Regions from separate parts of the Sus scrofa genome. Here all the other regions are linked to region 1. Evidence: chromatin contacts called from public HiChIP or PLAC-seq data. All regions are on one chromosome and are shown on one strand. The core of a region is the stretch at or near the end of the contact, and the rest is flanking DNA. Distances in the headings are between cores, read along the strand shown. Region 1 overlaps LOC102159588 (a long non-coding RNA gene). Region 2 overlaps COG6 (conserved oligomeric Golgi complex subunit 6). Region 3 overlaps FOXO1 (forkhead box protein O1).

What was found. HiChIP or PLAC-seq counts read pairs in DNA pulled down with a chosen protein or histone mark.
Region 2: an H3K27ac HiChIP or PLAC-seq map of alveolar macrophages shows a contact between it and region 1. The contact joins two enhancer-like sites. A contact is called at or near these places in 3 of 47 Hi-C or Micro-C datasets (adipocytes, fetal heart ventricle and fetal liver) and 1 of 2 datasets of contacts at active chromatin or transcription factors (alveolar macrophages).
Region 3: an H3K27ac HiChIP or PLAC-seq map of alveolar macrophages shows a contact between it and region 1. The contact joins two enhancer-like sites. A contact is called at or near these places in 2 of 2 datasets of contacts at active chromatin or transcription factors (alveolar macrophages and skeletal muscle).

Annotation. Positions count from the first base shown.
Region 1 is chr11:14,895,062-14,897,761 of Sscrofa11.1, forward strand. All of the region lies in intron 2 of LOC102159588 (a long non-coding RNA gene), which reads right to left. Among named protein-coding and RNA genes, the nearest start is that of COG6, 320 kb to the left of the region's middle. Within about 2 kb of position 1,335, at least 10 of the 83 cell types and tissues checked have an H3K27ac peak or open chromatin away from gene starts, as enhancers often do. A contact at or near this core is called in alveolar macrophages, where this site is marked.
Region 2 is chr11:14,612,852-14,615,551 of Sscrofa11.1, forward strand. All of the region lies in intron 12 of COG6 (conserved oligomeric Golgi complex subunit 6), which reads left to right. Among named protein-coding and RNA genes, the nearest start is that of COG6, 38 kb to the left of the region's middle. Within about 2 kb of position 1,355, at least 4 of the 83 cell types and tissues checked have an H3K27ac peak or open chromatin away from gene starts, as enhancers often do. A contact at or near this core is called in alveolar macrophages, where this site is marked.
Region 3 is chr11:15,345,884-15,348,583 of Sscrofa11.1, forward strand. The region is part of intron 1 of FOXO1 (forkhead box protein O1); the gene reads right to left. Among named protein-coding and RNA genes, the nearest start is that of FOXO1, 63 kb to the right of the region's middle. Within about 2 kb of position 1,333, at least 7 of the 83 cell types and tissues checked have an H3K27ac peak or open chromatin away from gene starts, as enhancers often do. A contact at or near this core is called in alveolar macrophages, where this site is marked.

The DNA.
Region 1 (2,700 bases), core at 85-2,584:
CTGCTCCTCCCAGCTTGGCAACGTGTTGGCAGGTCGCTGGCCGGAAGCCTGTATTCCTCACCCAGGTCCTGTCACTGCAACAACCGTCTTTGCTCTTGTGGTGAAGAGTAACTGAATTAAATTGGGCAGCACTGGATCCTGACCCTGCTAAGTGCCTGCTCCAATTGAGGTCCCGGGCAGGAATGGGCAGGGCAGCGGTGACAGACGTCCTTGTCCAGCGGGCCTGACAGTCGTGTTCTTGTTTCCACGTGGAAACTTGTGGAGGTTTGGTGGGTCTGGGAAGGAACTAGGAGAGTCCCTGGGCCTGTGAGGAATATAGCTGAGCCCACAGGAGCCCGTCTGCCTGATGTTACAACATATGGACGTGCAGATGTTGAAACAGGGACGGATGGCAGCAAGGCAATGGGTGACATCTCCAAAAATGGGCTCAAAAAATACTGTGCGCTCGTGTGTGTGTGTGTGTGTGTGTGTGTGTGTGTGGTGGTGGTGGTGGTGGTGGAGGGAGATCTGTGAGCAGGAATGAAGAGTTTTGCTCTGGTAGCATTTCAACCCGTCCATGGTTTAGAAGTGACATGTCTTGGGCAAACAGGCAGCCCCAGCAGTCTTTACCAAGAGTACACTACATGGGTATGCCGCTTATCTAAAAGCAAATAAGAAACCCATGGCTGCCTCTAACTAGCTCTATTTTCCCTTCTTTCTGCAGATAAAATTAAACATAGACATCGCCATCCAAATTTACCTGCAGGGTCATCAGGAAGGGGAGAGGAGAGGAAGTCCGGGGCAGGGTATGCCTTTAAGAGCCCTTTTTTTCTGTCATCCTTCTTGTCCTCACCGTCCATTTGGTCCTGGCAATACTGTTCATCACTCAGACGTGAGACTGAGTAACCCGTGCAAATGCTTGACTCCAGCTCTTTCAACTTCCCTTTCAGAATCCCTTGCAAACATGGAAACATGCTCACACATGAAGGGCGCCTGGAAATCCAGCCTTGCTTGTAAAACACTGGCAAGGTTGAATCCCATCCTCAGAGGCATGGCCTCTGTCACTTCATTGTGGTGATCGCCCCTACTGGCCGGCCCTTAGTGAACCAAATAAGTGAGTTGGAGGAGTCTTTCATTTCGACGGTTCAGTGTGTGTGTGAGGATAAGGATCTGTGGGCTGAGCGAGAAAGGAAGTCCCAAACACCCCATCATTTTTAAATGATGGGCTATGACACATTAATGACTCCCAGGATGGGGAAAGTTTCCACTGGGGCATGTGATTCAGCCCAGTAAGAGAGCCTAGAGCCTTCGATAGGTGCCAACTTGGTTCACAACCCACTAATCCTCTGCAGCCACCCACTGCCTCCCCAGTGAGCGTCCTCCCCAGAGACTGGGTGAGTCACCATGACCATCTTGCTGCACCATCTGGAACCAGCTTAAAGTCTATGCCCAAAACCTCCATGCACAGGAAGACCAGAAGAGCATTCCAAAGGCACCCTAGCCTAAATACCTTCCCCGCGTGGCTGCATAGACTTTGTACTTGAGTCCTTAAAAAGGCTTGTCCCCAATCCGACAGACATGGCTAACGTGGTCTTAATTATGGGCTGTTAAAGTCAATGGATGATAGGTTCGATGTAGCGCCAAGTCCAGTAGGTATGTCACATGGCCTGAGAAGTCTCACGACGCAAAGGAGCACTCGGGAATCAGAGCCCCAGAGCCCACCGGGAAACTCAGTGCCAGCTTGGCGCCTCGGGTCTCCCTCCCTGCTTCCCCCCCGCATGTCCCTTCTTCACAATGACGTTCCACAGGTGCTGTCGGTGGCCTTTTCTCACTCGACCCATGCTCCCTGCAGGAGCTGCTCAGCTGGGGAGGGCTTCAGGTCCCATAGGCACATGTGGAAAGACCCAGATCCAGATGTTTAGGTCAACCCCCTCTCCTCAGTTTCAGTTCTTTCAATAAATATGTGCGGAGAACGTGCTATGTGGGAGGCCCTGGGCTGGGTGCTGGGCACAGGGAAATGAATAAAACATGGTGTCAGCTGTCAAGGCTCACACATAATTTTATATCCAGATACTACTGGGATTTTCCTCGCAGACTTACAGTGATAATAACAGAGGTAATTTTTAAAAATCTGGGAGCTCCTGTTGTAACTCAGTGGTAACAAACCCGACTAGTATCCAGGAGGACATCAGTTCCAGCCCTGGCCTCACTCGGTGGGTTAAGGATCTGGCGTTGCTGTGGCTGTGGTACAGGCCAGCAGCTGTAGCTCCGATTGGACCCCTAACCTGGGAACCTCCACATGCCATTCCTGTGGCCCTTAAAAGACAAACAAACAAACAAAAAAACCCCAAAAACAACTGCTACAATTTATTAGGTTTGAAACCAAGCTTATTAGAATCATGACTAAGATAAGCACAAACAAGGTTCCGATTTTGCAGTTTTTGAGTAAAACACACAAGCCTTGGAACGTCTTTTGCTTCTCCTGGACAGCACTGAGGGCAGCTTAGCTTTTGGGTCTGTCTTCCGGATGGACGAGGCTGGCTTCTGGATACGTGAGGGGCCCTGGCAGTCACCGGTCTTACCTGACTCACCGCTTGGTGGCAGCACACCACACTTCCTTCCTCCCTGCTCTTTCCTGTGAGTGTGTGAGGAGGAGGCCCTCTACTTAGGGGCCGTCCCCACACCTCAGTCTCCTGCATTGCTTTTGATGCAAATTATCAC
Region 2 (2,700 bases), core at 105-2,604, 280 kb before region 1:
TACACCGCATGGTAAACAGTTGGCACTGGAATAAAGACAGACTAGAGAGCAATGGGGTAGAATAGACAGCCCAGGAATAAACCCTTGCATGTATGGTCAGATGATTTTTCACAAGAGTTTCAAGACCATTCAGAAGGGAAAGGACAGTCTTCCTCAACAAATGGTGCTAGGAAAACTGGATATCCATATGCAAAGGATGAAGTTGGATCATTATCTAACACTTCATGTAAAAACCAGCTCAAAATGGATCAGAGGCCTGAATGTAAATGTAAGTTATCAAACTCTTAAAACCTAGGACAGAAGCTTCGCAATGTTGGATCTAGTAATTTCTTGGATATGACACCAAAAGCACAAATGATAAATGAAAAAGTAGGAGTTCCTGTCATGGCGCAGTGGTTAACGAATCCGACTAGGAACCATGAGGTTGCGGGCTCGATCCCTGGCCTTGCTCAGTGGGTTAAGGATTCGGTGTTGCCGTGAGCTGTGGTGTGGGTTGCAGACGCGGCTCAGATCCCGCATGGCTGTGGCTCTGGTGTAGGCTGGTAGCTCCAGCTCTGATTAGACCCCTAGCCTGGGAACCTCCATATGCCGCAGGAGCGGCCCAAGAAATGGCAAAAAGACAAAAAAAAAAAAAAAAAAAAAAAAGGAAAGAAAAAGTAGACAAATTGGATTTGATCAAAATTAAAAGATTTTGTGATTAAAAGATGCCATCAGTGGAGTAAAAAGGCAACATGCAGAATGGGAGAAAATATTTGCAAGTCACATATCTAATAAGAGATTAATGTCAAGAATACATAGAGAACTTTTAAACTTAACAAAAACTTCTGGCTTGATTAAAAAAATGGACAAAGCTCGAATAGGTTATTTCTTCAAAGAAGATGCAGAAACGGCGGATAAGCACGTGAAAAGATGATCAACATCACTTCTCATTAGGAAGGTGCAAATCACAATTGTAATAAGACGCCCATTAGGTTGGCTAGTATGAAAACAGCAGAAAATGGCAAATGTTGGGAAGAACGTGGAGAAATTGGAACCCTTGTGCACTGTTGCTGGGATTGTACAATATTACAGTTGCTGTGGAGAAGTATGATGATTCCTCAAAATTTTAAGGGTAAAATTATGACCGAGCTATTCTCCTTCTGGGTGTATATCTGAAAGAACTGAAAGCAGGACCTCAAGGACATATTTGTACAGCTTTGTTTGAAGCAGCGTTATTCACAATGGCTGAAATGTGGAAGCAGCCCATTGTCCCTCGAAGGATTAATGGATAAACAAAATGTGGTATATATGTAAGGTGGAAAGTTACTCAGCCTTAAAGAGGAAGGAAATTCTGACATACGCTACAGTATGAATGAACCTTGAGGCTATTACAAAATAAGCCAATCGCAAAATGACGAATACTGTATGACTCCACCTCACAAGGTACTTAGAAGAGTCCAAATGGCAGAGGAAGACAGGAAAAAGGGTGGTCGTCAGGACTGGGAAGTGGAGGGATGGGGCGTTTCTATTGTGTGGCTGCAGAGCTGCGGTGTTCAAGATGAAAAGAATTGTGGTGGATCCTGCTTGCACAGCATTGTGACGGTATTTAGTACCCCCACCCTGTGCACTTCAAAATGCTTTCATTTCCTGAATGCCAGCTCACAGGGGACTCAGTAAATACCAGTTACATGAATGACTGGTTCACTTCATTTGCTTCTCACCCGTGGTCTGTCATCATCTTGCTATTACACTCACTATGCAAAACCACCCCGGATTAATTTGAGTTTTTAATTTCTCTTTTATGCTGTGATTGTTGTTCACTGCTAAGGGAAATGAGGTCTAGAGCCACTAAGGCGCGGTCTCCAACATCTACGACGCCTCTGTGGTGTCTGGGAGTCCTGCACGTCCACGCACAGCCCCTCATGGTTAGTTTCCTTTCACCTCTGTTCTCAGATCTACCATACTAGCTCCTATTAGAATGGCCAAATTTCTCCGAGTTGAATAATAAGCATTTTAAAATGTCTTTGCCAATATGATTAGCACAAAGCACCATGATTGGTTTTTTTCCAATATAGATTGTGGTGCTTCTAGCAAAAATGAGCCTTTAAAAATATGTTTATTGGCTGTTTGAGAATTATTTTTTCATGTCCTTTGCCATTTTCCTACTAGGTTATATCTTATTTTCTGACTTTTTTTTTTTAATGCATTATGAGTGTATTACAAATCCCTTCTCCGCGTCATCTTTTACCTTTTAATTTTGCCTGTAGTATTTTCTTACGTACCGCCTTTCATGTTTATGTAGTAATATCTAACTTTTTTTCTTTATTATTTCTCCTTTGAGAGCATGCCATACTTCAAAAACTTTTCAACAATAAGAAAATATGTTCAGAATTTAAGATATGCTAAAGTTAGCATCTGTCAGTGGGAAAATGTTAGATTATTTAATAAATTCATTTAAATATGCGTTCTGAGGTCTTTGTGTAGATTCACTTTTTTTTTTAGTGGAGGCTAGTGGCATGTGGAGGTTCCCATGGCCAAGGATCAAATCTGCACCACCGTAGCAACCCAAGCTACTGCAGTGACAATGCCAGATCTTTAAGCTGTTGTACCACAGGAGAACTCCTGTCATTTCACTTTGATATCAAATATTTAATGTACTTAAAGTTTATTTTTGTTCATGCTGGGAAGGAAAAATCTTAATTTATTTATCCGAAATAGCTA
Region 3 (2,700 bases), core at 83-2,582, 450 kb after region 1:
AACAAAAGGTTAGGGGTACAGGCAAACAGAAACCTACATTTAATTAAAGGTGCATTTAATCCTAAAGAAACTAAGAGGAGGAATTAAGGGAGTGCTAAATCACCCACTTCCCTCTTCATGTGATTAGTGTGCTCCTAAGGCAGGCTCTGGTTATAATCCCTGAGCTGTATTTTCAGGAAGGTCAGGTGACCTGGAGAAAGGACCTCTGCTGTCATTGCTTTGCCTTGATTCAGCTGACCCTGGATAAGCCAAGTGATGTTTACAAGTGAAAAGAAGTTCCCTGCCTTCCTTTTCATGTTCCACTAAGTTAGCTAAAATCCCAATGGAAACGAGGGTTTTACACCCTCCACAATCACCACCAGTACAAGCAATGTTCACAGAATCCCAAAGTCCAGAAAAAACACTTTCAAGCTTTGGAGTCAATCTTCATCCTTATAACTGAATGAGAGGGAAGATCAGAGGGAAAATTTACTCCAAGGCAGAAAGTCCCCCAAAGAAGATCTCACTAAAAAGGAGCAGGAAAGCAATAGGATTATTTGTTAGCCACTCAATCTCCTCAACCCACACTGGGAGACAGCACTCACCTGATGAGAGCAGACCTCAACCAAAGCGTCTCTAGGGAATTCAGAATACGCAACAGAGAACCTTCCTTAGGGATTTAGAAATGCTGCTGATGCAAACAGCCCGTAGGACATCAGTCGGGGTAGATCACCAAGAGTACCCACGACGAGAAGAGCCCTCAGACGTTCCCATCTATTCTCATAAACAGCTCCATCCGGTTCTCATTAATGCTAAACCAGAGGAGATTGGCTTGAAATTTACATTTTCTTCCTAATGGTGGCCTGACCAATGATGACATGGAATTAAAAAAAAAAAAAAAATCTGTATTATTTTTAGAAACAACTTTCATTTCCATTTCAATTTATTTAAAATTCAAAACTTGCTAATAATAGAAAGTATTTCAGAGTCGCTAAAACCGGAAGTTGCTGTAAAATAAAATATGGTATTTCAGAGTCAAATTCAAGGATCCCTGTTGTAAAATATTTGGTGTCTGTTACTCTCTCAGCATTCAATTTGCAAAAAGGAAACATGTTTTAGTTTGGTTAATTAACAGTAACATAAGTCAAATAATGAACGCTGCTGCCTCCTAAATAAATCAGAATAGATTAACAGAATCCTTTGAGTTTACTCGTTTCAGAACACATTTCAAAGCCACTATGGTGGCTCTGCCTGGGCATTAAGAAAAAAGGGCGTGTGCTCCTGTATGTCAGTGGCAGAGGCGTTCCAGAGTGCCACTGTTCCCAGTGCCGGGGCTCGGCTGCTCTGAGCTGGCAGGAAGAGCCGCCAGATTTCTGGGGCTTGTCACCAGAGCATGACTGGACAAGACCAGAAGTGGCAGATGTTTGAGGGGTGCTTGGAAACAACAAGGTGAAGACACAAATACTAGCAACTTGGAGAGTGACAGAGGTCTTACTCTTTTGTCACAGTTTGCAATCAAGAAGTAAGTTTTAGCAAAAGCCTGCAATTTTGTCCTGTGGCAGCCTCTCTCTCCCTACTGCTTATGGCCCATACCCAACTCCTCCCAGTAACAACGGGGTCCTTTTACAACCTCTACAGCAAATCTGAAAATGTAACACATTCCAAAGCCATCACTTCTGTCCCAGAATGACTACTCCAACACAGTGACAGAGAAGAAGTTCATTCTGATAAACAAAAAACCTATTTTCACAAAACAAGAGACTGGATTAGACTGGCAACATGTAACGTCTATGGCAAAGGACGCAAACAAAACACTTATAAGAGAGGAGTTCCTGTCATGGCTCAGTGGTTATCAAACCCGACTAGGAACCATGAGGTTGTGGGTTCAATCCCTAGCCTCAGTGGGTTAAGGATCTGGTGTAGGCCACGGGGGTTAAGCTGTGGTGTAGGTCACAGACACGGCTCGAATCCTACATTGCTGTGGCTGTGGTGTAGGCCGGCAACTACAGCTCCAATTCGACCCCTAGCCTGGGAACCTCCACATGCCATGGGTGCAGCTCCCAAAAGATAAAAAGACCAAAATAAATAAATAAATAAAAAGGGAGAAGAGGGGCTGCCTGATAACCTAAAAAAAAAAAAAAATATGCTGTGAGAGGAATTTATACCACGGCCTAAATGCCACCAAGGGGGAAATTCTCTCTTTGCTGAAACTCCTGGATCCTTTCCTACATAATGAGTCCTGGCAGCTCTCATTCCTGAAAGGGTTTTCTTCCCAAAGTGACAGTTACCAAATGCCCATCCCTTCCAGAGCTAAAGTAACTCAAGTTTGAGAGAAGCATCCACCCGTCAGGGGTGCAGAATGGAGAAAGAGCATCCACACTAGGCTCTGGGGACAAGGTGGCTGGAAAGAGGCATCTTGAGTGCAGCACAACAGGGTGCTGAGCTGGCAGCCAAGAAGCCCTTTTCTGCCTAGTGTCACTTGCTAGCTTGGCAACTCAGGCCCAGCCCTAACCTCTTTCAATCTCCTCTAATAAAACAATGGCTCCCAAAGACCTTTCAATTCCTGCAAAAGTCTGTGAGTCTAAGAAAACGGGGCCCTGTTTTATTAATCCCACCAGGTCTGAGGAAACAGAGGGACCTAAGAATACCCTTCGGGGTAGATATTAACTACAGGTAAACCCCGGAGAGATTGCAGGTTGAGTTCCAGACCACCATGATAAA